Linked DNA regions of Mus musculus: regions 2, 3, 4, 5, 6 and 7 are each linked to region 1. The links are chromatin contacts, called in public promoter capture Hi-C maps. All regions are on one chromosome and are shown on one strand. The core of a region is the stretch at or near the end of the contact, and the rest is flanking DNA. Distances in the headings are between cores, read along the strand shown. Region 1 holds the start of Incenp (inner centromere protein). Region 2 holds the start of Fkbp2 (FK506 binding protein 2). Region 3 holds the start of Lpxn (leupaxin). Region 4 holds the start of Glyat (glycine-N-acyltransferase). Region 5 holds the start of Dtx4 (deltex 4, E3 ubiquitin ligase). Region 6 holds the start of Mark2 (MAP/microtubule affinity regulating kinase 2). Region 7 holds the start of Atl3 (atlastin GTPase 3).

Region 1 (3,464 bases), core at 565-3,064:
TTCCTTGAAGTTCTTCAGCCTGATGTATGAGGCACACTACCCTTTTGCCCTTCAAACAAGTTCTGGCCTCTAGGAACTCTGTCTCCTGTTTTGTACAGCTTCTTCACTTAGCTTTCAGCTCCTTAAGGAGGATCAGACCTCCAATCCAAGCCAAGATCTCACACACAGATTCCAGCTATGTGCACAGCAAATGAGTGATTGTTTATGTTTGCCTACTGCTGGCCTCTACCCACTAACCTGCTCTCTGAGGGTAAGCCTTGTGCCTTCCTCAGCAACAAAAGAGTCTGGCACTTGTGGAATGAATTCATTCATCCATCAACTAATCCTAAAGGTTGTCTCACCATCACACACTGGGACACTCAGTGAGCAACTCAGTAGGCACATGTTAGAACAGGCCAAAACACACCCTGACCTAACGGCCAAAGGCAGCACTAACTGGGGCAAAACCGAATGGATAGGGGCACTGAGCCTTTAGGAAAAAGCATTAACTGTGCAGCCAGCTACTCATCAGCATGGCCTCTCCACTGAGTCTCCCTATCCCCCTGCACCAGAAAACAGCCCTAGCCAAGTCCAAGGCCTCATCAGTTCAAGGCCAGCAAAGAGAAGAGAAAACTGCACAAGGACTCCAAAGACTTGCAGAGGAGCTATAAGAAAGTAACAAATGGGAAATTTTACAAAATGTCTGCTCATGCTACAATCGGAGTGAGCGCTTCTTTCACCAAGTCCAATACCACACTTCTTCTTCCATGGGGAAATGTGCTTTCTAGCAAGCCCTCGCTGAAAAGTTAGAAAAGGTGACTCTGAGGAAAGGAGGAGGTGTAACAAGAATCAGACTCCTGGGTAACTTCACCTTCAGTCCACGAAATAAACAAACCCTACCATGGGAGAAGGAAGGTCACTTCCTCTCCACAAATACTATTTCTGTGCCATTCAGCAGATTAGCAATTGCCATCTCCTCTGGGGGTGCAGGAAATGAACTAAGCATTTCTCCCCACACACACCCCTCCAAGCAGGAAGATCGATCGCTAAAACTGCTCTTCCACTCAAGAGTCCTACTCCATGCCAAGAAACCTCTCAATTCCTTTTTGCCACATACTCCAAGATACCCATGCACATACAAATCTAGGTCAAAGTCACCAAGAAAATCGGAGGGCGGAGCCTGGATTTAAAATGTTTTTTAACCACTAGCCACAGGCCTCCAGGACAATAGTTTCAAGCTCAGAATGACACAATCCCAACGCTTGGCAGCAGGAAGCTGGAGGGAACTGCGCCGCTGACAAGAGCCTACGCTTGCGGGGATGACAAAATAAGTAGCAGGGCGGTCTCCGGAGCTGGGTCAGTTTTTAAATGCTGCTCAGCTGGGACGAAGCTGAGCAGCCGTTGCCATAAAAAGACTCAAGTCCGGGTTTACAGAGCAGCCCAGGCTCTGCACAGGTGTTAGGCCCGGCGTGCGGGGAAGAGGACTGACCATTCTCGGATCCCAGGACTCAAGTGCAGGGCCTCGAAGTTCATCTCCAAGCCTAGAACCATTGGAAGTGATCCCCACACCCATAAGCAACCCATAGGCGAAAGTGACTCCCCTGGCCCATCCTGGGAAGCGAAGAGGCCGGGACCAGTGGCCGAACACCGCGACCCTGCGACTCCCGACGCCCGTTCTCACTCACCCGGCGGCGCCGCGTCTTCCCGGACCACTCCTTTTCCAGTCCGCGGCTTCCGCAGATTAAGCTTCCCGCCACGCCGGACCGGCTGGACTCCCAGTACCGCGAGCTCGCCGCAGGCGAGGACCTACCGGGCGAAGAGCGCGGGCGAATCTACGATTTTCAAAATTGTGGCTCAACCAATTCCCCTTAAGTTTGTCTGGGCGGTTACAAAACTCCAAACCAATCACGTAACAGGACGCACGAGTCCGCTTATCTGCTGGCTGTTAGTGCTGTCAATCTGTGGGACTAGGAGGCGGGGAGAAGAACGTTGACGCTTTTAACACGCCCCAACTTCCGGAAGCTGCGGCAATCTACCCGGCGAGGAAGTGGTTGCGACGAATTACAAGTCCCTGCGTGCACTGCGAAGGCAGGCTTGGTTGGGGAGGATGCCTATTTATCTTCGAGCCAGCCGCTTGGTTCGTTTCAAGTCCGGAATGCTTCTGCGTTCGGAATGACAGCTCTGCTACTTTGCAGTAGTAAAAAGAAACACATTGCAAATCTCACAGAGCCTTCCCTCCAAGAGCAGTCAGGCATATAGTTACAGAATGTTTCCTTAGACCTCCGATTGTCACCCGGAAGTGTTTGCTAAGTACCCTCCAGATTGGACGCCACATACAACGGAGAATTTTTCTGGCCACATATAAAGGTAAAGTCTTGAGTTGAAGGTGTGTCACCACCACCTGTAAAATAAAACACCTCCACCTTCTTTATAGAATCATTCTCAGTAGCCAAGAGGTGGGCGAAACTACAAATGTCCCTGGACAGATTAAACAGAGGGGTTTTATTTATTTTTAAATTGTTTTTCCTTTTATTGAAAATAGATTTCTTTACTCACATACTATATCCTGATACAGTTCCCCTCCCTCTGCTCCTCCCAGTTCTAACCTCCCCTTCCATCTGTATCCACTCCCTTTCAAAACAGACTTCTAAGGGATAATAATAAACTAAGATGTAAAACATAAGATAATACAAAACCTATCATATCTGAATTGGATGAAACAAAGAAAAAAAGCCCCAAGAGAAGGCACAAAGACCAGAGACCCACTTGTTCGAACACTCGGGAATTCCATAAAAGCACTGGAAGCCATAACATATATGCAAGAACCTGATGCAGAGCTGTGCAAACTCTGTCTGGCTGTGAGTCTCTGTATTTGTTCCTATCTGCTTCAGGAGGAAGCTTCTCTGATGATGGCTGAGCAAGGCAATGATCTGAGTGTAGCAGAATGTCAATCACTAGGAGTCATTTTATTGCTATGTTCCTTTAGTAGAACAGTAGTATTTAGTTTAACCCTAGGTCCCTGAGCTATCTTGTCTCAGATTGTTGTTCACCCAAGCAGGATTCGATCTTGTGGAGTGGGCCTTAGGTCAAATCAGATATTGGTTGGTTACTGCCACAGGTTTGTGCCACTATTGCCCCAACATACCTTGCAGGCAGACACCATTGTAGGGTTTTGTTGATCCCACCTGTAATGGTTTGTATATTCTTGGTCTAGGGAGTGGCGCCATTTGGAGGTGTGACCTAGTTGGAGTAGGTGTGTCACTGTGGGTGTGGACTTAACACTCTCACCCTTGGTGCCTGGAAGTCAATCTTCCACTAGCAGCCTTTGGATGAAGACATAGAAGGCTCAGCTCTGCCTGTGCCATGCCTGCCTGGATGCTGCTGTGCTCTCACCTTGATGATAATGGACTGAACCACTGAACCTGTAAGCCAGCCCCAATTAAATGTTGCTTTTTATAAGACTTGCCTTGCTCATGGTGTCTGTT
Region 2 (3,464 bases), core at 600-3,099, 2.9 Mb before region 1:
AAGGGCTGGTTCTGTGGTAGGCTGCTGTCAAACTCCGTCCCATCTTCTAGCTTTCCCTGTGAGACCATGGGAAAACTAGTAAGGAGAGGTGACAAGTCCACAACCCTTCCACCCAGCTAGTCTCCCCACCACAGCCCCAGGGCCAATGCCTTGGGTAGCTCATGTGTGTTAATTTGGATGCTGATATCTAGCTGAGTAAACTGAAAAGCAAGATAGAATCGTGGGAAGGAGCTTAGAGGTCAAAGGGGGATAGATGTGTTTGAGGTTATCTACCTAGCTGAGAAAAAACAGATGCCAAAGTCCTTTCAGGTCCTGAAACCTGCCAAAGCCCCAGAGGCTGCTCCACTCTGACACTTACCGTGTAGTGCATGTGTAAGACATCTCCCTTTCTAGACTTGATAGGACAGTGGTCCACACGTTTCTTCACTCCAATCTGCAGCTTCCGTTTGCCTTCGGCCCCCGTGGCTGCTGCCAGGGCACTCAGGCAAATGGACAGTATTGTCAGGATCCAGCTCAGCCTCATGTCTCTGTAGGCAAAGGCCACCCCACCCCCAACCAAAAAACTGGGGGGTGGAGTCATGGGACGTCTTCAGTCTGTATCAGGAGGACGCCAACTCCCCATTATATCTTGCCTGTTTCTGGGGAATCCCACAGTCCTGGGTCACCACCCCCTCCCCTGGGCTCTGTAGCCACACTTACCAGTCCAGTGAGAAGGGGGCTTGACCGAGGACCCCAGCAGCGAGGGGAGGGGGTCAGGGGAGGCCACAGCAGCCAGTGCCCCCTCCCTTTGCTCACTACCTGACCTTCTCTCCCTCCCAGTCCCCATCTCCGTTCTTCAGTTCCCGCTAGCCCCTTTACGCAAAGTCCAAACCCTATCTGATTGCACCGGATTTGTCCCGACTGGACGACCCCACTCCCGCCACACCCAGCTGCCCCCTGTCCAGCACACCCACACATCTGCGGCTGCTGCAGGTGTTCGGCCCCGAGGCACCCACACATCTCCACTAGGTGGCTCTGAGGAGCCCCGGTCCTCCGGGGGCACCCCCCAGTCCGGCCCCGTGCCTCCTCCACCAGGGGCACCTCCCCAACTCTGAGCTCTTGGGGGCCTCCGGGGAACCCAAACTGGCTCAGAGTCAGCAGGGCGCCGAGCTCGCTCCACCCACACCACCTCTCCAGGGGGAGTTCTCGGTCTACCGCGACCCCAGGCGCGGCCACCACGGAGACCGCCCCCGCGTGGACGCCCCCGGCCATAGCTCAAGCTTAGCTCTGCGCAAGGCTCCTTGGCCCCACCCTTTACGGCGTGAAGCTCCGCCCCCTGACCTGCAGCTCCACCCTCCGCAATGTTAGACCTAGTCTCCAGCAGAGGGGCCACGCCACTCACTGACTGAAGTCCCACCTCCAACGACTGGGATCTCACGCCCTCTGTCTCCGAGCCAAAGGCTCCACTTTCCACCTGCTCCAGCTCCTCCTCTAAACCCCAAGCCCCGCCCCCCACGCCTCCTACTCCAGCTATGGGCCACTGGGTTCCGCCCTCAACTCGCACTGGCTCCGTTGTCCCTCCCACCGCTGTTCCGCGCCCCGCCCCGAGCCCCAGGGCTCCGCCCCGTACGGCGTGAGAGCCCGCCCCCTGCGGCATTGCCAGAGGCCGGACCCCAGCCCCAATTCCTTCGTTTGCTGCCCCTGGCTGGCACGCGGACTCCGGCCCGCTTCAGGCCGGCCTGCCCCAGGTTGCCCTCCTGCACCCGGATCCCCCAGCCTGGGCTGTGGCCCCCCGCTCACCTCCTCGCCGCGCCCCCGGAGCCAATCCCGCTCGTGCTGTCACTTCTGCGCAGGCGCGTCTTCGTCGCTACAGGGCGGGACACGCTGCCCGCCCTCATTGGACCGTCCAAAACCCGCTGCTGCATCTATGGGCGGGGCTTCTCATTTGGCCCTGCCTCCTGAGTGACTGCGTGACAACGTCACTTCCGGGGTTCAGATTCCGGGTCTAGTTTGGCAAAAGTTGTGTCCGAGAGACAGAAGGCAGTTCCAGCCAAGGTGACATGGTCAAGCAAGTATGACTGCACGCGCCTGGAGGGGTTCTAGCAGGCACCGTGCTGACTTCCTGACCGGCACGCCTTTGGGTAGTTGTTGTGGGAAGAGGCTAGGGGTTCGGAGCGACAACCCGGATTTGAATCTTAGTTCTTTCATTTCTTGGCTGGCTGCGTGACCTTGACTAAGTTCGTTCTTTTGGTGGTGCGCTCTATGACACCCATACCACATGGCCCTGAGCTATGCGGACCCCTTTCATCTTGTGGTCTACAGTGTCAAGTCTCATCTGTGGGTGAACAAACGTCTCCTGGGCCAGGTCTATCATTCACTGCCCAGGAGACACATTCTCTAACCTAAAGATCCTGAAATTTAGAGGAAGCCAAACCTGAGTTAGGCTATGGAGTCTAGTGATTTCATACCCGTCTTAGGCCGTTTGCCCTGCTAAGACCATTTATTCAGATACCAATGGAAGATAATCATGATGTTGACCCCAAGAGAAGCATACTGCATATCTGATGAAGCTTAGTGGGTTCTGAATGTTTAGCTCTCAAATCCTAACCTTCACTGAGCCAGAGCATGATCACCAATATCACTGCTGAGAAAGTTATTTAAACATGATAAAAAATGGTGTGCTGTCCCATGACTGTAATGTCAACACTCTAGAGGTAGATATAGAGGGATCAGAAATTCAAGGACATTCCAGCTACATGAAGAATTCTGAGTCAGCCTAGGATACAGGAGACATTTTCTTAAAAGAGAAAGTTCAAAAGCAGCATCAGGGCTGAAGATGCAGTAAATCAGTAATATTTGCCAAACATGTATGAAGCCAGGAAGTTTAAGGTCATGCAGGCTATGTGAGACTCTCATGGATGGGTAAGTAATTATGTGATGATCATCATCTTGAGGAATTCTTTAGTTTACCCTACTCCTGCTTTGATACCACCAAGATCATGACCTCAGTGTCAGTCCCTTCATTAGGGCGGCTACTTTCAGTTACTTCTGTCCCTGAATGTTCTGTAGCAGGCCAAAGCCTTGGTGCTTCGCTAGCCTTCCCACACTACCCAGGACAGTGGAGAAGGGTAGACACTGAGCCTGGACCAAGTAGGTTAGGAATCTCAAACAGCAGCTGATGAATCCTGGGATGCCAGGGATTGTAGGTGGAGAAGACTCTGGGTGTGTTTCTTTAAAAAGGCTTTCCAGTCGGGCATTAGTGGCGCATGCCTTTAATCCCAGCACTTGGGAGGCAGAGGCAGGTGGATTTCTGAGTTCAAAATCCAGACCAGCCTGGTCTACAGAGTGAGTTCCAGGACAGCCAGGGCTATACAGAGAAACCCTGTCTTGAAAAAAAGAAAGAAAAAAAAAAGGCTTTCCAGTCATATGAAGGCAGGATTGAGGCATGAAAGGGGCAGCCACAAGGAACAATATTGCAAGTGTAT
Region 3 (3,464 bases), core at 635-3,134, 2.9 Mb after region 1:
TGGAGAGCCGGTTAGCGTGACTCACTGATTTTTTTGTGGATAAGTTAGCTGTCGCTCACGTTCTCCACCCCGAGGCTGAATGCCTTTGCGGTCTGTAGATGTTTCTGCGGCACAGGAAACACAGTCATAATAGCAGCTCTGACTAGCGTTTACAGCTAAGTACCTTCCTGATGGGGAAAGGGGGCTTTCCAATCGTTCAAACCGCAACTGGTGGTAATGCAGCCTCTTATACGTTTGTATGCATTTCTTTCCCTCTTAAACATTGTTTGCATTCCTTGGGTTGCCTTTTACACATTGCAACCAGGAAACGACTTTCAAGGAGACTCCTTACACTTCGAAGATGCAAACGTCTTAAGTTAAAATCTACACAACAGTATGGAAAGATACAAAGTTTGGAAATCTGATTCAGAATTTTATATTAGCCATTAAATTTTAGACTTTTAAAGAAGTTCATTTTTCTTTCTTCTTTTCCTCCCAGCATCTGGCTCATTTGCCACACAGATAAGGCAAATGTTTTATAGTCTACCGAGTTTTGCGCTTTCAAAGGATTAGTGTCCTTTTCAGTTCTAAAACCCGACGGTATCAGTAGGAATGAATTTTCTAGCGCTGTTTGCAATGAGCACGTTTGGAACAGCACTGACATCCAATGGCTGCTTAAAGTAATACAAAAAGCGAGCCTCTTAAAAAAGGTTTTAGTAAAATGAATGACTTGTTCCTTTTAAAAGATGATCATTACAAAACTATCCCTTTATTCTATTCTTCTAGCCAGTTATTACTCCCTATTCCTGTTAGTCTCTTGGTAAACACTGGGACAAAACCCACTTCACAGGGCCATACTTATAGTTCTTTATATACTGCCTTTTCTAGGCAATTTTCTGTTAAATGCGTTTGTTGTTTGTTTGTTTCCTTTTGAGATGAACAAAGGCACAATAAGATAAAAATCTACCTCTCTCACCTTTTTGGAGAAATTGTGAACTGAGCAGGAATTGTAATTCAGATTCTGGAAGCTTAGTACCCAGTATCTTAAATCTTCTCAATTGATTCTTCCTTATTCTGTAGACGTTTGAATGTTGAATAACTGGATAAACCAGGATCAGAGAATTCAAAAGTGAACCCACTTCTCTTCAACTTTAAAGAATCTATAATCTGGGCCAGTGAGATTGCTTAGCAGATAAAGGCACTTTGCTGAAAAGTCTGATGAATTTCATCTGTGGGACCCCAGTGGTACAAGGAGAGCGCTTTCTTACTCTTACAACTTATGAATGCCTACATGAGCACACACACACACACAATTATTAAAACGTCTGTTTTAAAAAATCACAGTTTGTATGGGAAGTGAGGTCAGCTGTACTAAGTAAGTACAAATAGTGAAATGAAGTTGATGCTATTTAATCAGAAATTTTAAGAAAGGACCTGTACTTCCATGGTCTTCTAGTTTTATAGGAAAAGGAGGAGGAAGAGAAGGAAAGAAAAGGAAGGAGACAGAAAATAGCCTGCAGTGGGCAATGGGAAACTTAAACTTGGAAAACTCTTTAAGTATAAGCCTAAAATTTCTATGTGTGTTCAAGATAAGCCCTTGAATACAGTAGGTGTTTAAATTAAAAAAAGAATTAACTTTCAATTTTTATAGCCACCTTGGCCAATGTAGCATCAAAACTTCAATCTTGCACAACCTGCCTTTTTCTGTTAGCACAATTAAAACAACAAACAAACATATAAAACCCCCCCCCAAAAAAAAAACAAACCAAAAAACAAAACAAAACAAAACAAAAAAAAAACCCTGAGCTACTAGAAAAGAAAAAGTATTCAGCAAATCAAAAGTGAGGAAGTGCTAAGCAAATACAGGAACCAAAAGGGGTCACAGAGGCTGCTTCGCACTGTCTCATTCAGTTCCGTTGTGGTCCTCTTCTTCACCACATGCCAACAAAGTTCTTCACAATCTTCGAGACTAGAGCATCGCAGGTATAGGACAATGGAAGAGCTGGGTGAGTGAAGGGGCCTTTGGAGAAGATGCTCTAAGGAAGTGGGGGCCTGGCTGCCATCCATCCCCATCTGTAATGATGAAGTGTGGTCTAGTCAAACTGAGGATAGGACTGAAAGATTTTTGTTTTCACTTCTGTCCTCAATTCAAACAAGAGTGAGGCAGGAGGAACTATCATTGTTGGGGGAGCTATGGGGTTGCTGTTTGCAGCGGCACAGTTGGCAGAGCGTTGAGACCAGACAGCCAAAGAAACAGAAGGAATTGTAATTGAAAGTGCCTTTTCCCTTGGCAGCTACTGGAGGTCATAGGGCAGCTCTACAGCTTGGAGATATGATACTGGAAGAAAAAAAAAAAAGGATGGGAAAGGAAGAAGACATTAAATGAAGGAAGGGAAGGAGAGAAGAAAGAAAAGGAAACCAGGAGAAAGGGAGGATAGTGCAAGGACAGTGAAATGACCGAGCAGTGTAAAGGGTCTGTAGAGATTGCAAAAGGGCCAGAGTGCTTTCATTTCTCTGTAGTTTACTGTTAGACTACAGGTAGACCATCACTGTAGTAGGTTTTGTTGCTTTTTATTTAGAGAAATCTTGAAGGAGCAGATTGCTTCTCAAGAAAAACAGTCCATCCTTTCACTCTGAGGTAATGAAAACGTCAGTAGAAGTGCCGCTGGGCTACTGTGTCCAGAGAAACCTAGGTCAAAAAGCCTGGAGCTGTAAAGTCTGTCTCCTTGGGGCTCATTTCATATACCTTGGCAACTTTTTATCATCTACATACCTCCCTGTCTGCCTGCCTGCCCATCTGTCCTTCCATCCATCCATCCATCCATCCATCCATCCATCCATCCATCTATCTGTATCACCTATTTATTTTTGTTATCGCTACACAAAGTTACTTTTACCCACTTTTCAAGCTGTATTAATTCCACATTGTGTTTGTAGCTATGCAAAAACTTCCAACAATAATAAGATGCAAAGCTTGTACATTGTCATTAAAAATAATTATTGGGGTTGTGTTTTAAGAACTGGAGAAACAGAGGAACAAAGAAGAGAATAGAAATTATTGAGGGAAAAAAGGGTGTTTTAAATAAATCCTTAACTGTTTTGTCAGTAAAATGTAGTTCAATATTGTGGTTAATGCTGTATCTTGGACTTTGGTATAGAATCCAGATTCTTTTCTATATAATATTGATTATTTATTCTTTGAGAATTTGATGAATGCATATCCTGTGTGGGTATTGGAGGAAATTTGCATTTCTTCATCGAGTTTTACCATTTTTTTTCAGGTAGGATCTTAGTTTTGCTTTATTTTATAGGTCACACACATCAAATTCTCAAAGAATAAGTAACCAATATTATATAAAAAAGAATTGGGTTCTATATCAAAGTCCAAAATACAGCCTTAATCACAATATCAAAGTACATTCTACATTTAATTCAATATTAGTTCAAAAAGTTAAAGGGCAATTAATATTGGGAAAACTTAAAAT
Region 4 (3,464 bases), core at 305-2,804, 2.7 Mb after region 1:
AAAGAAGACAAAAAAAAAAATGTGTAAGTTTGCACAGTGCCAGTCTTTTGAATGAAGGAACATATAAGCTCTTTTGACTATCTATGTAGATCATAGCTACCTACTTTCCCTGGTTCTCTGGTTTGAGCATCTCTTCTTGCCTTAGCAAAAGTCCTGACTAGCTAGGAAAATGATAGTGATCAAAGGGACCCTAGCCTGTCAAAGTTCCCTCCATAGTGGTTACACATAGCAGATCTGGGGCTGAAAACTTTTTAATGACCTTGTCTGTTCTTAGAGAGATGGAGCAAGTGTTAATATGTATCGACAATTTATAAAGAAAAGCCTCTATCACCAGGAAAGTGTAAATCAAAATTATATTAAAATTCCATCTCACTCCAGTCAAAATGCCTACCTCAAAGGACTCAAACAGAAATTTCTGGCAACAATGAAATGAGCAAGGAACTCTTATACACTGCTGCTGGCAATGTAAACTAGTTCAGTCACCACAGAACTCAATATGGATGTTTCTGAAGGAAATTAAAAACAATTCCACATGTTCCATCCATACTACTTTCAGGGACATACCGAAAGAATCAAAGATTACTACAAAGATTGGCACATACCTGTGTTTACCACTACACTATTCATAATAGACAAGATAGCCATCAATAGATGAATGGATGATGGGTGTGTATTATATCCACTTACAGCAGGACATTATTAAGTGAAAATAAGAACGTAATTACTTTGCTTATAAGAAAATGTACAGAACTGGATGGAGGTCATCTGTGAAACAGGCAGACCCCTAAAGAAAAGTATTTTCTGTCATATCTGGAAGCTATAAATGAGAGTAAAACAGAGGTATGGTAGGAAACTTGGAAGAGGAAAAGGGGGAGGAGATAAGAAAGGGTAATAGAGGAGGCTAATATAGAACATCATTTACTATTGTGGAAAAAATCAAAATGTATCTTACACAATATGGGAATTTAATAGAGCCCCTTTGTTGAATTTTAAAAGGAATAGACATCTGTAGACTAAATATCTTTCTAACTTTACCACAGTGGTCATTCTTTTCTGTCTCCATAGAAGTGAGCTTGGCCCAGAGTGAACCTGATAACGTAAGTTTGATCCCCAGGACCCAGGGAATGGTGTAGAGAGAGAACCAATTCCCACAAACTGTCCTCTGTCCTCCACACATGCTGTTGGCCCCTGCCATCCTTATCATGTAAAATAATTAGATGCAAATTTGCCTTAAAGTTAGGTTAAGAAGTCCCTACAGCAAGTCATTGGAAGTTTAACAGTATCCTCAAAATGGGCCGAGCTGAACTGCATTTTACCCTGAGAAAAGGCATTCTTACTGTGTTAACACTGCAGGCAAGTCCCTTTCTGGCATTGATAGAAAAAGCAATTTAATATTCAGCTCTATGAATCAGACTTCCTGCCTTGTTGCTGTTGCAGATATTTGATGATGAGAATGGGAAGGAAGACGGTATTGCTTACCTAACTGCCCCTTTCCACCCTGCTGACTCATGGTGTCTTTGTTTTCTATAGTAAAGGCAAGTGGGGGCAAAGAGCAAAGTGATATTTAGAAGAGAGTAGTTCAGAAGGCAAATGTCAGCCTCATCTTGCAGAGCCGATTCCTACAGCATGAGATCAGCAAAGGAGGGAAGAGTTAGATTTCTGGAGACCTGACAAGCTGAAGATTTTGTCAACGGGCTTAGAGCAAAGTCCACATTTTCTGCCTCAGTTCAGTTAATTTCTGAAAGAGATTCACCAAAGCTCACTCACTCTTCCGGTTCTCACCAAGCCTGCTGTATCAGACTTTCATCTCTCAGAAGTCCATTTTTACGAAGATTGCTGAGACAGCTTTCCAGGTAAGGATTTGTCTCAGAGTAGCAGAGATCTGTAAAATGAATGAGTCTGGAAGCCAAATTAACACACAGGAACTCTAGATCATAAAATGGTTGTGTGAGATGCATAGGCAATGAGTAGATTTTAGCTGCTTTTTAAAGTATCTATCATCCATCTGTCTATCATCTATCGGTCTGTCTGTCTTACTTATTTTTATTGGGGCACATGTGCTACAGCCCACTTGTGAAGGATAGTGGACAGACAGCTCTGTAGAGTCGATTCTCTCCTACCACCTTTTTGAGGTCTTTGGAGATCAAACTTAGATCACCAATCTTGTGCATAAGCACTTCTGACTGCTGAGCCATTGTCCCAGGCCAGGGTGTCAGCTGTGCTAGCCAAACATAAAAACAAGATTCTCAATATCTATTGACATAAATGTTGATTGTTTCACTCTGACAGCATACACACACACACACACACACACACACACACACAGAGAGAGAGAGAGAGAGAGAGAGAGAGAGAGAGAGAGAGAGAGAGAGAGCAATGTGCCTTTTAACCTTTTCTTCCTCCCAAGTGAATGATACAAAAATGATGGTACTACATGAACCCCAGAATATGTGCTAAAAATGCCTGAGGGAAAAATAGCAATTTCACTTGAAGAAATACATAACATGCATGTATTCTATAAAAGGTACATTATCAAATGCAATGAAAAATTCTTAGATGTTCTTTTTGTGCAAGTAAGTATAGAAATGGTTTTTGGAAATGGATGACTATGGTACCTACTATACGGAAATACTACGCTCCTGTGCTCATCCTTCCATTTTCATTACAGGCTAGGTAGGTTTCTCTGCACATGATGGACAAGAACGTCATTAAGCTTAAAGTTGGAAAGGAAGCAAGAATTCACACTTCAATGATTTAATTATTAATCAAATTTTATGTTCAAAGGTTGCATCTGAAGACAGCCTAATTTTGAATTTACCTATGTTTTCTTTACAACTCATGTTTTGTGTATTATTTAGGAGTGATTTTATGACCTGTCCTGCAGTTTTTTAATGGACTTTTAATACTTTCTCCACATCTACATTCACTGTATATCATTCCTGAAGGTGTGGGGTCAATGTTTTAGAGTTTTGTACTGTATTAGCTTGTATTAAAGATTTGCTTCCCCTATACCTGAACGTTGAAATTTTATTCAACTGTGTTTTATAACTGTGTTTGTGTAACTTTATAAAGTTCTGTTTAGGGCTGTTCTGTTCTTCTACATTTCTTTCATCATACTGATGTCCATTCCTGGCATGGCAGGGCCAGCAACTCCAGAGTTCATTTATAAGTTGCTCAGTGGTGCTGGCTACAGTGTGTCAGGCTTCTTGAAAAATGTCACTATAGGCAGCTTTGAATTCATCCTGCTTACTGGGATTCATGCTTGATACTTCCTCAAAATTGGTTCTCATCACACCAGTCTCAAAACTCAGCAACTTGACACATCAAAAATTTTAACCTAAACCTACACTGGCCTCTTAGTCTCATGTCACTCTTGTAATCGCCAGGGGTACCGAGGAAGCACATGAAAGGCAATGCTGAGGTTTGGGAAGTCAACGTGAACAACCTGACCTCATTCTTTAGTG
Region 5 (3,464 bases), core at 498-2,997, 2.6 Mb after region 1:
CAAAGGGAGCAGCTTCCCTGCCAGGCATTCCAGAGCCCAATCCTCCCGCCTCCTCTCTCCATCTGCTCTGGCCTGTTGCTTCAGTGCTTGGAGTGTACAAGCAGAGGCATCTGCGGATGCCACCACATCCAGGATGCTCCAGTCCTGGAACCCATGCTCCACTCTCTCCCAGTATTGTCCCAGCCCTTTCATACAATAGACAGTAATTGGAGACTGGGGATCCCTTTGCCTCCCCAAGTCTCTTACCCAGGAGCTGACAGTGGGAAGGCTGGGTCCCTAGAAGAGGGCCATATAGACATTAAAGTTGAAAGGGGGTGGGGGGTGGGGGCAAGTGTATGTTAGGCCCAAAGGTGCCTGAGGCAAAGCAGGGTGAACTGAGGTGTGAGCAAGTGTGAGCAGGTGTGAGCCAAGAGGTTCAAGTAATGTCTTGCTGAAGAGTCAGCATTTCTTGGGGGGTGGGAGGCGGTTTGCAAAACCCTAGAGTTCTTGCACAAACGGCTACTAGGGGCTGATGGGGGCATAAAGGGGTTCTCCTGCAGCTAGGCTGAGGCTGGGTTGTATAATCAAGACTCTTTAAACTACTTGCAAGGACATTTACTTGGAGGTGGTCTTGGAATCCTGTGAGGACCTAGGGAAGAGAAGCACCTGCCCTCAACACCTATAGCTGATACCAGTGAGCAAAGCTGGCCACTGGGTGGATCACAGCGGACCCACGAGGCGGGAGCTCCTGGGACAGACAAGAGATGTGAATGGCTCACCCGTGTCTTGGCGGAACTGGTTCATGGACTGCAGGTCGATGATGTAGGGCGCGAGCCGGCTGTCCACCTGGCCCAACACCACGCTGCCCCCGGCGCGGGGACCAGCGCGCACCACCGCCTCGATGTGGTGACTCACGGCTGGGCTGTAGGGACGCCAGCGGCCGTGTTCGTTCAGCCATTCCCACACCACCACTGCCGAGGCCAGGAGCATGGCGAGCCCGGGGTTGCGGCGCGGTGCTGCCCACCTCCCGGGCCCGGCCTTCTGCGCTTCCTCCGGCGCCGCCGCCTCCGGGTCTCAACCGCGCCCCCCGGTCTGCGCCCCACCGCTGCGGGAAGCCTCAGCTGCGGCCCATGGGGGAGTCCGCAGCCGCGTAGGCACTGGGACACGGACCCCGGAGCTGCCCGTCTCCGACTGCGCTCCGCCGGGCTCCGCCGCCTCTGCCGCTGCTCCGAGGGGTCCAGCGGCTTCATGCAAAGGCCCGGCCCTGCGCACTCGCCGCCCCGCCTTGCAAAGCCACCCGGGGGCGCGCGGCCCGAGCGCGACGCTGCACCCGCCTCGCACCAGTTGCGCCTCGGGCTCCGCGGGCGCCCGCGTGGATCGCGCCGCACGGTCACGCCCTCCGCCCTCTCTCCGCTTCGAGTAAGCCGACCGCGGTGGCACAGCTCCCCCTCCCTGCGGCTCGGCTCAGTGGCCTCCAGGAGGAGTCGCCCCTCCCGGGCAGAGCGCCAAGGCGAGCTCGCGCCCGCGGAGGCTTCCCTGGTCCCCCAGTCTCGAGAGCACGCGCGCCATCCCGGTCCCAGCTGCCACTGCCAGGACCCAACTTTGCAGCCTGTTCAAATATGGAACTGTCTGTCTGTCTGTTTTCAGCTCAGCACCGGCCGTGTCCGCGGCGTGAGCTCAGAGGCTCGCATCTCCCTACAGCTCGTGCATGCATACGCATTCTCTCTCTCTCTCTCTCTCTCTCTCTCTCTCTCTCTCTCTCTCTCTCTGTCACACACACATACATCCACACCCACACACGCACGCAACACCCCCCACCCACACACACACACACACAGGAATTGCCCCACGCTCTCCTTGTTCTGTCCGTTATTACCTCATCCTCGTCTGCACCGTTCCCTAGCTGTCCATCAAAGATGCAAAAGCCACGCCCCATGGCCACTAGCACCAGCGATCTAGAGCTTCCATGCCCCCTGCTGGTCCAAATCCTCAAGTGCAGGTCAAAGGCCACACACTTGTGACCATCGAGAGCCAGTGCCAAGGGTTCCCTGCGTTTACATAGAGAGAAAAGAAGTTCTTGCTGTCCAATTTTTCTGTTAGAAGACACAAGGTAGACTAATTCATCCTGCAGTGTCTATGTAAATAAAACCATGAGACAGCAGAACAAACGCAAGCTAGACTCGCTCATTTTGATCATCAATGGCTAAAGAGGAAAGTAATATAAAGTGGGTTCTGACTAAGGGGATTGAAGCCTGTATTGCACATTATTGCTTGGCATGGTACATCACACGGGCAACTTCCACACTTGAGAAGCAAGAAGATGGAGAATTTCATGCCACATATCCAGACCAGGTCTCCAAACGAATTAAGTTAGACATTTTAAAGAGAATTATGTATTAACCTTGTCAGAAAACACACACTTTGTTTCTCCGTGGGTGGAACTGCACAATGAATCCGTTCTGACAAAGTGAAGCTGGAATTTGGAGCAATCTTATATTGGTAATGAGATTGTTAATCTTTTTTGGAATGGCTTTTCCATAGTTTCATGTGCTCCTTTTATATTTGAGGAGACAAACAGAAAACCGCTCCTAAGCAGATAAACTAGAAATTTCCAGATAGAGGAAACTTAAACTGGGGAAAGGTGTGGGTGGGTATTAAGAAATATTTAACTGTCTGCTTGCAGGACAAACAGGAAGTAGAAAGAACTAACGTTTACTTTCTGACCATTCTCTTTTGCACTCCGTCTTCTTGTGTCTACCACGATAACACGGCAGGGTAGTATAGTAGAAGTGAAATGAATGACAACACAGGAAAACATTTGCGCCTGGGTAACTTGTTAGAGAGAGTGAATATATAGTAATTAGTTGTGAGTCTGAACAGGTGAGAGGGTGCGCCAGAGAACCTGACAGCTTCTGGAACAGGCAGAAGCACAGAGGCGCTGAGGCAGCACCCTGTGTGGGCCGGGGACAGCTGGCCACCTTCCGGACCGGAGGACAGGTGCCCACCCGGCAGGGGAGGCGGCCTAAGCCACAGCAGCAGCGGTCGCCATCTTGGTCCTGGGACTCCAAGGAACTTAGGAATTTAGTCTGCTTAGGTGAGAGTCTGTACCACCTGGGAACTGCCAAAGCAACACAGTGTCTGAGAAAGGTCCTGTTTTGGGCCTTCTTCTTCGGCCAGGAGGAGGTCCAAATACAAGATATCTGCGCACCTTCCCTGTAAGAGAGCTTGCCAGCAGAGAGTGCTCTGAGCACTGAAACTCAGAGGAGAGAATCTGTCTCCCAGGTCTGCTGATAGACGGTAACAGAATCACCAGAAGAACAATCTCTAAACAGAGTCAACTATAACTACTAACTCCAGAGATTACCAGATGGCGAAAGGTAAACGGAGGAATCTTACTAACAGGAACCAAGACCACTCACCATCACCAGAACCCAGCACACCCACTTCGCCCAGTCCAGGGAACCCCAACACACCTGAGAACCTAG
Region 6 (3,464 bases), core at 589-3,088, 2.6 Mb before region 1:
AGACTGGGAGGGGAGGAGGAGACCCATTAGGACAGGAAAGGCAGCACTGATTAAGGAGGTATTGTAAGAGAGATGGGGGAAGGTTGAGCAATAGGAAGTAGCAAACAAGAAAGATACTATGATACTATGAGAAGTGACAGCCACCAGTTTGGAAAGACAGTATCGGAATTTGTGTTGCAGTGTAAGTAGGCAGTAAAGTAGGGACTGATGCAGCTGATGCAGCCCGCAAAAGAGTGAGCAACAGGTTATGTTAATACAGCCAGACTAAAACACTGACTTTCCCACGGTAGAGGAGAGCCCAGGGATAATCTGGAAGAGCATTCAGACAGGAGGCCCAAGGACTTAAATGCCAAACCCCAGGGGGAAGAGAACAGGAGTGATCCAAAGACTCTGAAGGGAGCGGTGACTGGAACCCCAAAGGCAACCTGTGGGAAAACTATGCGCATGACAGCTGTATGGGAAACACGGAAGCGACACATGCCAGTGCCAGGAGCCTGGGAGCTCCTGCCGAAAAGAAGGGAAAGTGATGAGCAAGGAGTAGGCGAACGATTTGGAAAGGTGACGAGGGTGGAGCTGGTGGGTTGCAAGCAACAGGGAGAGCCCAATTTGGAACGGGAAAGGAGGATAGAAAAAGCTGGGGAAGTGAAAGGGGAAAGGGACCGAGAACACACTCCCGAGACACGGACTCTTGAGGGAGAAAACCGAGGATTGTGAGAGCCGGTGCGGGTAGAGAGGGTACAAAGCTAGAGAGATGCAGAAAGAGGTGGGCAACAATCCGCGGCAAATCGCGGGGTATTATTCGAGGAGCAGGAAGGTGGCTGCTTTAAGCGTGGGTGGAGGAAGACCAGAAAGGCCCCTGAGAGAAAAGGGAAGAGAGGGGGAAGCTGGGGAGATAGCACGGAAGAGCGCAGGAGGGCGGTGAGAGGCGAGGGGCGTTTGGCAGAAATACAAGTGTGCAGTTCAGTCAGGACGACGTGGGTCCCAGGTCAGGATTCGGAAGAGGGATGTGAAGGGCTGGAACCCAGGGCCAGATGACAGCCTAGGCTTGTAGAAGAAAGCAGGAGCACGAGGAGAACTGAGGGAGGGAGCCTCCGTAAGGTGCAGGGGCCCAGTCACAGAATTAGGGGAGCCCTGAGGGCTCCTTACCTGCTCCGTGTCCCTTTCGTTCAGCGTGGGTAGGGGGGTCCGAGCGCTGGACATGGCGCCGGTATCTCAGGGGAGGGAATGGAGAAGCTTGGAGGAAGATAGGGAAGGGAAGGCTAGGAGCCCGGCCGGGCGGGGCTTCTCACAGCAGGAGCACCCGCTGCATGGGCCCCGGCCGGGGGTGCGGGGAGGCCGGGCGATGGCTCACGCCAGCCCGGTGATGCACCGCTCGGGCTAGGCCTCGCCGGCTCCGAGCGGCTCCGGACCGCACCCCCCCCCCCGACCCCCGGCTGGGTTGTGCCGCCTTTCGGCCCGGCCGCGCCGCTCCGCCTACTCTCAACCGCCGCAGCCGGCCGCCTGCCTCGCTCCTCCCCTGCCCTCAGCCGCACTGCTCCGCGCCCGACACACAGGCAGCCGCCGCCGGACCTGCTGCTCCCAACATGGCCGCCACCACCGCCAGCCCTCGGCTCTTTCCGCCGGCAAGAGCCGGAAACATCCGAAACAACTAGGAACGGGAGGGGGAAGAGCCTTTTCCTCTCGGCCCAGACGATGGGTGAATTCCGGAAACTACCGAAGAAGGTAATCCCCGGGGACGCGCGCACCTCCTAGATTCCGAAGACCGAGGTTCGGCTCTGTTTACGGAAATCCACGAAGAGACTCCCCGCACCTCCAGAGCCAACCAGCAGCCACGCCTACCGGCCTTTCTCCGCCCACTTGGAGCAAGCTTTCGGCAGTTTCCGGAAACAGCCGAAGAGGCTCCGCGTGTGCTAAACCGGCCACGCCCCCGTTCCGTCGCTCGGCCGAGAGCGGTAGTCAGCCATTTCCGGCAACACCCGAGAGCTGCCGAGGCTAAGAATCTATCTCTTCGTTTCTTTCCGTCAGTTTTCGGTTATTTTCAAACCTTGAACAGGCGTGGGTCACCTGTACCTGTTGTTTGACTTAGAAAATACCGCTATTAGCTGTTCCTACAACTGATGTCCTTTGAGCCTAACGCCAACTTCCCATCCGCATGTTTAGCTCATAAAACCCACTTTATCGCTCAACCTTGCTATCAACGTGTGAGTCAACTGCCAAGTGTAGTGTCATCCTATTGCCTGTCTCCTGCTTTGCACACCCGCCCATCTTGCGACTATCTTGGCTTCTAGAAGTCTATGTCAGCCTTATATTGAGTCAGTCCCCTCATTCCTCTGTAAAGCCTGGGACAGACACCAGGTCGGACAGGCACTGGGTCAGCGTCCTTGAAACTTAACACACCTTTAAGGTACAGTATTTTTTTCAGTATTGAGAAAAATGCTTGCGTGATCTTGGCATGGAATCACATAACAAAGGCCAGCAAAATAACTCAGTTTGATCCATGGGGATCCACATAGTGAAAGGGGAGAACCAAGTCTAAAACATTGTTCCATGAGCATGCTACCCTATACACTAAATAAAAATGTAATTATATATGTATATATGTGTGTGTGTATAATATATATACATATGTATGTATATGTATATATATAAAATGAGTTGGAGAGATGGTTCAGAAGTCAAGAGGAAGGACTGGTTGCTCTCCCAGAGGACTGAGGTTTAGTACCCAGCACCCATATGGTGGTTAACAACTGTCTAACTAGTTCTAGGTGGTTTGACACCTTCTGGCTTCCACTAGGTTGCACAGACGTACATACAGGCTAAACACTCATATACACAAAAGTTAAATAGATAAATACTACAACATAGGTCAGAATGCTGGCTCATTCAGAGCCTGTACTATTTTCCAGAGAATCTGGTCAGGTCCCAGCATCCACATCAGATGGCTCCCTACCCCTTGTAACTTCAATTCCAGGGGAAATGATGCCCTCTGGCCTCTACCAGCACCCGCATGCCAGTGATACACATAAACCCATAAAAGCACAAACATAGGCACATACAAATAAATATTTCTTTAAATTACACATAACATTTCCTTTCTGCTGTTAGTTTCGATTCTATGACACAGTTTCCCACTGTAGACCAGACTGACCAAGAACTCCTGGAGCTGCCTCTGCTTCCCAAGGGCTGGGATTAAAGGTGTGCACCAACCACCCTGTCCATCCAAGTTTTTGTTGTTCTTTTGTTTTTGCTTTTTTTGGAAACAGGGTATTAAGTAGCCCAGGCTGGCCATGATATGTAACCAAGGATGGTTGAACTACTGATCCCCGGCCTTCATTTCCTCACCACTTTGATTGCAAGTGTGCACTGCCATGCCCAGCCCTAAATGACTTTTAAAATATTCTACAATGTTTAAGTCTGGAGAGACCATCTCTTTTTTTTTTTTTTGGTTTTTTGAAACAGGGTTT
Region 7 (3,464 bases), core at 605-3,104, 2.4 Mb before region 1:
ATTGCCCTTTGGCTCTCCTCTTTGAGCATGTAACAAAATGGGTTTGTGTCATGTCTTCTTGAACTAATCTCTTCCCCTAATGTTTACTTCTAGTTTCTTGCTGGACCAGGTTGGCCTATGCTGTGTTACTTTTTCTTGGGAGAGAGAAACAATGGCCTAGTCATTCTGGGGTAAGGGCACTGACAGACCAAAGAAAGAATTCTATCCAAGTTCAGCTTGGTGAACCATTGAGTTTATTGAGGCCACTTATAGGTACACGGGTGACTCAAAGGCAGTTACATCACCAGGAAGTCCCTTGGGCAGTTTATAGGCAACTATACAAATTAAAAATCTCACCTGGAGCGTGGGTGATTCACAAAGAACCTGCACTCCTGATGAGTTCCATGGGCAGCTTCAGTAATGGAAGAGTCCTTCTGGTCAATTTGCTCTTGGATATACACCTTCCTCCAATGAGTCTCCTGTGGCTGATTCAAGACAGCAATGGTCATGTCCACCTTAGAAGAAACAACTACACAATAGCCTAGAAGATCTAATTTGGTTTAAATCTAAAAGCTAGAAGAGAGTTTCCTAACAGTCTTGAGAGTTTGGGGGGTAAAGGGGCTCAAAGAGGGGTTAAAGAAGTGTAAACAGGATTTCTTTAGGTAGGCTACGAATAATTTTTACCTCATAACCTTTGGCATAATTGCTCAGGAAGTAAAGATAGCTGAAAGGCTTGGCAGGGTGTAGAGATAGAGGGAAGTTCAGGGTAGGCCGAAGGAATAAAGAAAACATTTGCTGAATGAACGAAACAATGGTGAGGAAAAATCAAGTCACTGGGGTGACACTACCTCCATCTATAGGATTTGTTAGAAAACAGTATTTAGTTGTGGCAAATTGTATTTTCACAATATGTCAAGTATGAATAAAAGCATTTCCCAACAACTTCCTTTTGTAAAGTAACTTTGAATCACGGTCCTAGAAGTCTAAAGTTTACAAAAGGTGGGTCATGGCTCAGAATAGTCTGAGGTCGCGCGAAAATGAGACAGAGACTCACTATGTAGTTCAGGAAGGTATTGAACACCTGATCCTCCTCTCCTGGTCTCCAGTACTGGGATTACCAGCGTGCCACCCGGAGCCTGACTTAGTAAGGTCTTACTTTAGCTTTTTGTTTGTTTGTTTTGTTTTGTTTTTTTGTTTTTCGAGACAGGGTTTCTCTGTGTATCCCTGGCTGTCCAGGAACTCACTTTGTAGACCAGGCTGGCCTCGAACTCAGAAATCCTCCTGCCTCTGCCTCCCAAGTGCTGGGATTAAAGGCGTGCGCCACCACGACCGGCGTTACTTTAGCTTTTAGTAAGCCTTGGTCAGATCAGAGATTAGGGGTGATGGTGATGATAATGAAGTCACGATGGTCTGTCCTTGTGAAGTCAAAGTCGAAGCGTTCGCGTCATCATGTTAATTCTTTCATACCACCACCTGTAGTCCTGGCCAGCGAGGAACACCAGAGCCCAGCACGCGGGCCGGGTGGGGGCTCCCGGCGGGAACCGGGTGGCCAAAGCCCGGCCCTGGTCCCCGGGTTAGGCGCCGGGCAGGGTCTTCCGAGAGCCCTCCTCATTTTTTTCCCTTTGCAAGGCCTAATGGGAGTTGTAGTTCAGCGGTAGGAAGACCCACTCGGCCCAGTCCTGTCCTCCGTTTCCTCTACGCCCCGGATGAGGGCGAACACCCGGGTCAGAGGGGCCGGGCCCAAGAAAACGCCGAACTACAATTCCCGATGGACCCGACATTCCAGTACGCAGTCACAGGTACCCGCGGCACGATCCCCGCTCCGGCGCACGCGCACCGAACGGTGGCGGGACTCGGCCGCGTGCGCTTTCCCGCCCTCGTCACGCCCTGCGCCATCGGCAGGGCTGTCTCCTGAGCTGTAGGCTTTCTCCGCGCGCCCCTCCTTCTCGGTTTCTCCCCAAGTCCAGGCTCCGCCTGTTTCCCTCCTCCAGGGCAGCCTCAACCCGCTCCTGTCTTCTCTGCCTCTGCTACTTCTGCTGAAGGAGGAGGCTCCATGTTGTCCCCTCAGCGAACTGCAGCGGTGGCATCGAGAGGAGCAGGTGAGGCGTCCAATTTTCCCGGGACCCGGTCCGTGGTTACCCACGCTGCCTCCCAGTGCTTCGGCTCCGAGGTGACAAGCCGTCCCTGCCGCCGCCTTTTTTGGTGTGGCGACGGGAGGCCGCACCGCCGGGTGTCTCGGCTCGGAATTCAGGGCCGGGGCTCCTGGAGCGGGGAACGTTCCCAGTCTCCGCCGGGAGCCCGCGGCCTCCTGCGGCCTGGTGTTCTGGCCCGTCGAGCTCCGCCCTGTGCTGGGCAGGGCGTGCCGGGCGGTGGCGCGCTCCGGGTCGGGAAGCGAGGTTGGCGGTCCGTCTTAACGGGCCGGGATCGGCGGAAGGCTTTATTGTTGAGCCTTAAAGTGCTGGAATGCTGCGGTGCAGCCTTGGAGTTGAAAGGTTTTATTTTAAACGAAAAGACCTTGAGATACTGACAAGTATTAGTAAAGTTCGTTTTCCACCCGCGCTTATCTCCATGTTTGGTGATAAAAGAATTGGCCTAAATTTGGTTGTTTTGTTTTGCAAGTTTTTTGTTTTGTTTTTTTTTTTTTTAAAGTAAGTTTGGTTCCTTTGGCTTTGCCGGAGACATAAAATGAGGTGGTAAAAGTACTAAATGAAAACCAAATAGTCCCTCCGTAAATTCATGGATGCAGTTTCGCCTGTCATTTTACCTGGCACTGTGCTTGTTTAATGGGTATGGCCCTGAAATGATTGCAAGTTTCAGTTGCGAAATCTAAAGGAAAAAAAAAAGAAGAGTCAACAGTAGTGTTTGAAGAATTTTTTAGCAAACCCCAGTCTTCAAATTTGAGTACGAAGTGGAATGTTTTGCAAAAGGTGAAGAAAAAAAAAAAAAAAAAAAAAAAAACCCCTAGCAGTCTAAAACGTCATGGTTCTCAGTTTTGTTTTGGAGAAGTGGAGTTAAGTAAAACCTACGTTAAGGATTTGTACTCTATGTCAGTATTCAGCTTACATACAAACTGCAACATCAAATGAGGGCTGTTTTGCTTCCTACGAAAACCAGCTTGTATTCTAGAAATTCCTGTGCAGCTTTTACATGCGTGAGGGGATGTATGGGTGAAAAACATTTTCACCTAGTGAAGCATAAGGCCAATACCAACATTGTTTTATTTTCGGTAGTTTACTGTCTTTTGTAATAGTCATAACCATAAGAAAAACAGTTGAGGGGTGGTGGTGGCGCACGCCTTTAATCCCTGCTCTTGGGAGGCAGAGACAGGTGGATTTCTCAGTTCAAAGCCAGCCTGGTCTACAGAGCGAGTTCCAGGACAGCCAAGGCTACACAGAAAAACCTTGTCTGGGTTCGGGGGAACAAAATGAACCAAACTAAATAACAAAACAAGTCACCCCCTGAAAACAAACAAACCCACAAACAAT

What was found. Promoter capture Hi-C pulls out the DNA fragments that hold promoters and counts their contacts.
Region 2: a promoter capture Hi-C map of pre-B cells shows a contact between it and region 1, with 4 times the contacts expected there. A contact is called at or near these places in 3 of 39 promoter capture datasets (cranial neural crest, erythroid cells and pre-B cells) and 1 of 484 Hi-C or Micro-C datasets (B cells).
Region 3: a promoter capture Hi-C map of hippocampal neurons shows a contact between it and region 1, with 8 times the contacts expected there. A contact is called at or near these places in 7 of 39 promoter capture datasets (the 3T3-L1 cell line, hippocampal neurons, liver and 3 more), 1 of 130 datasets of targeted methods (astrocytes) and 1 of 9 other capture datasets (liver).
Region 4: a contact with region 1 is called in a promoter capture Hi-C map of liver, with 7 times the contacts expected there.
Region 5: a promoter capture Hi-C map of hippocampal neurons shows a contact between it and region 1, with 5 times the contacts expected there. A contact is called at or near these places in 3 of 39 promoter capture datasets (hippocampal neurons and liver).
Region 6: a promoter capture Hi-C map of pre-B cells shows a contact between it and region 1, with 5 times the contacts expected there. A contact is called at or near these places in 3 of 39 promoter capture datasets (cranial neural crest, neutrophils and pre-B cells).
Region 7: a promoter capture Hi-C map of hippocampal neurons shows a contact between it and region 1, with 8 times the contacts expected there. A contact is called at or near these places in 3 of 39 promoter capture datasets (cranial neural crest, hippocampal neurons and pre-B cells) and 1 of 9 other capture datasets (macrophages).

The regions. Positions count from the first base shown.
Region 1 is chr19:9,897,675-9,901,138 of GRCm38.p6, forward strand. It overlaps Incenp (inner centromere protein), which reads right to left and starts at 1,815. Exons shown (of 19, transcript NM_001369356.1): 1 at 1,665-1,815. Gm50340 (predicted gene, 50340) reads left to right here and starts at 2,004. Exons shown (of 3, transcript NR_168101.1): 1 at 2,004-2,346; 2 at 3,194-3,403.
Region 2 is chr19:6,978,615-6,982,078 of GRCm38.p6, forward strand. Fkbp2 (FK506 binding protein 2) reads right to left here and starts at 1,850. Exons shown (of 6, transcript NM_001166368.2): 1 at 1,780-1,850; 2 at 359-527; 3 at 1-56. The coding sequence starts at 523. It overlaps LOC114841036 (Uncharacterized protein LOC114841036), which reads right to left and starts at 1,826. Exons shown (of 6, transcript NM_001370419.1): 1 at 700-1,826; 2 at 359-527; 3 at 1-56. The coding sequence starts at 1,636. The coding sequence ends at 836.
Region 3 is chr19:12,796,695-12,800,158 of GRCm38.p6, forward strand. It overlaps Lpxn (leupaxin), which reads left to right and starts at 1,885. Exons shown (of 9, transcript NM_134152.4): 1 at 1,885-1,985. The coding sequence starts at 1,973.
Region 4 is chr19:12,631,754-12,635,217 of GRCm38.p6, forward strand. Glyat (glycine-N-acyltransferase) reads left to right here and starts at 1,555. Exons shown (of 6, transcript NM_145935.3): 1 at 1,555-1,853.
Region 5 is chr19:12,500,249-12,503,712 of GRCm38.p6, forward strand. Dtx4 (deltex 4, E3 ubiquitin ligase) reads right to left here and starts at 1,748. Exons shown (of 9, transcript NM_172442.3): 1 at 759-1,748. The coding sequence starts at 969.
Region 6 is chr19:7,340,022-7,343,485 of GRCm38.p6, forward strand. Mark2 (MAP/microtubule affinity regulating kinase 2) reads right to left here and starts at 1,839. Exons shown (of 18, transcript NM_007928.3): 1 at 1,147-1,839. The coding sequence starts at 1,200.
Region 7 is chr19:7,492,584-7,496,047 of GRCm38.p6, forward strand. Atl3 (atlastin GTPase 3) reads left to right here and starts at 1,855. Exons shown (of 13, transcript NM_146091.4): 1 at 1,855-2,078. The coding sequence starts at 2,033. Gm52401 (a long non-coding RNA gene) reads right to left here and starts at 1,211. Exons shown (of 2, transcript XR_003952920.1): 1 at 1,034-1,211; 2 at 211-464.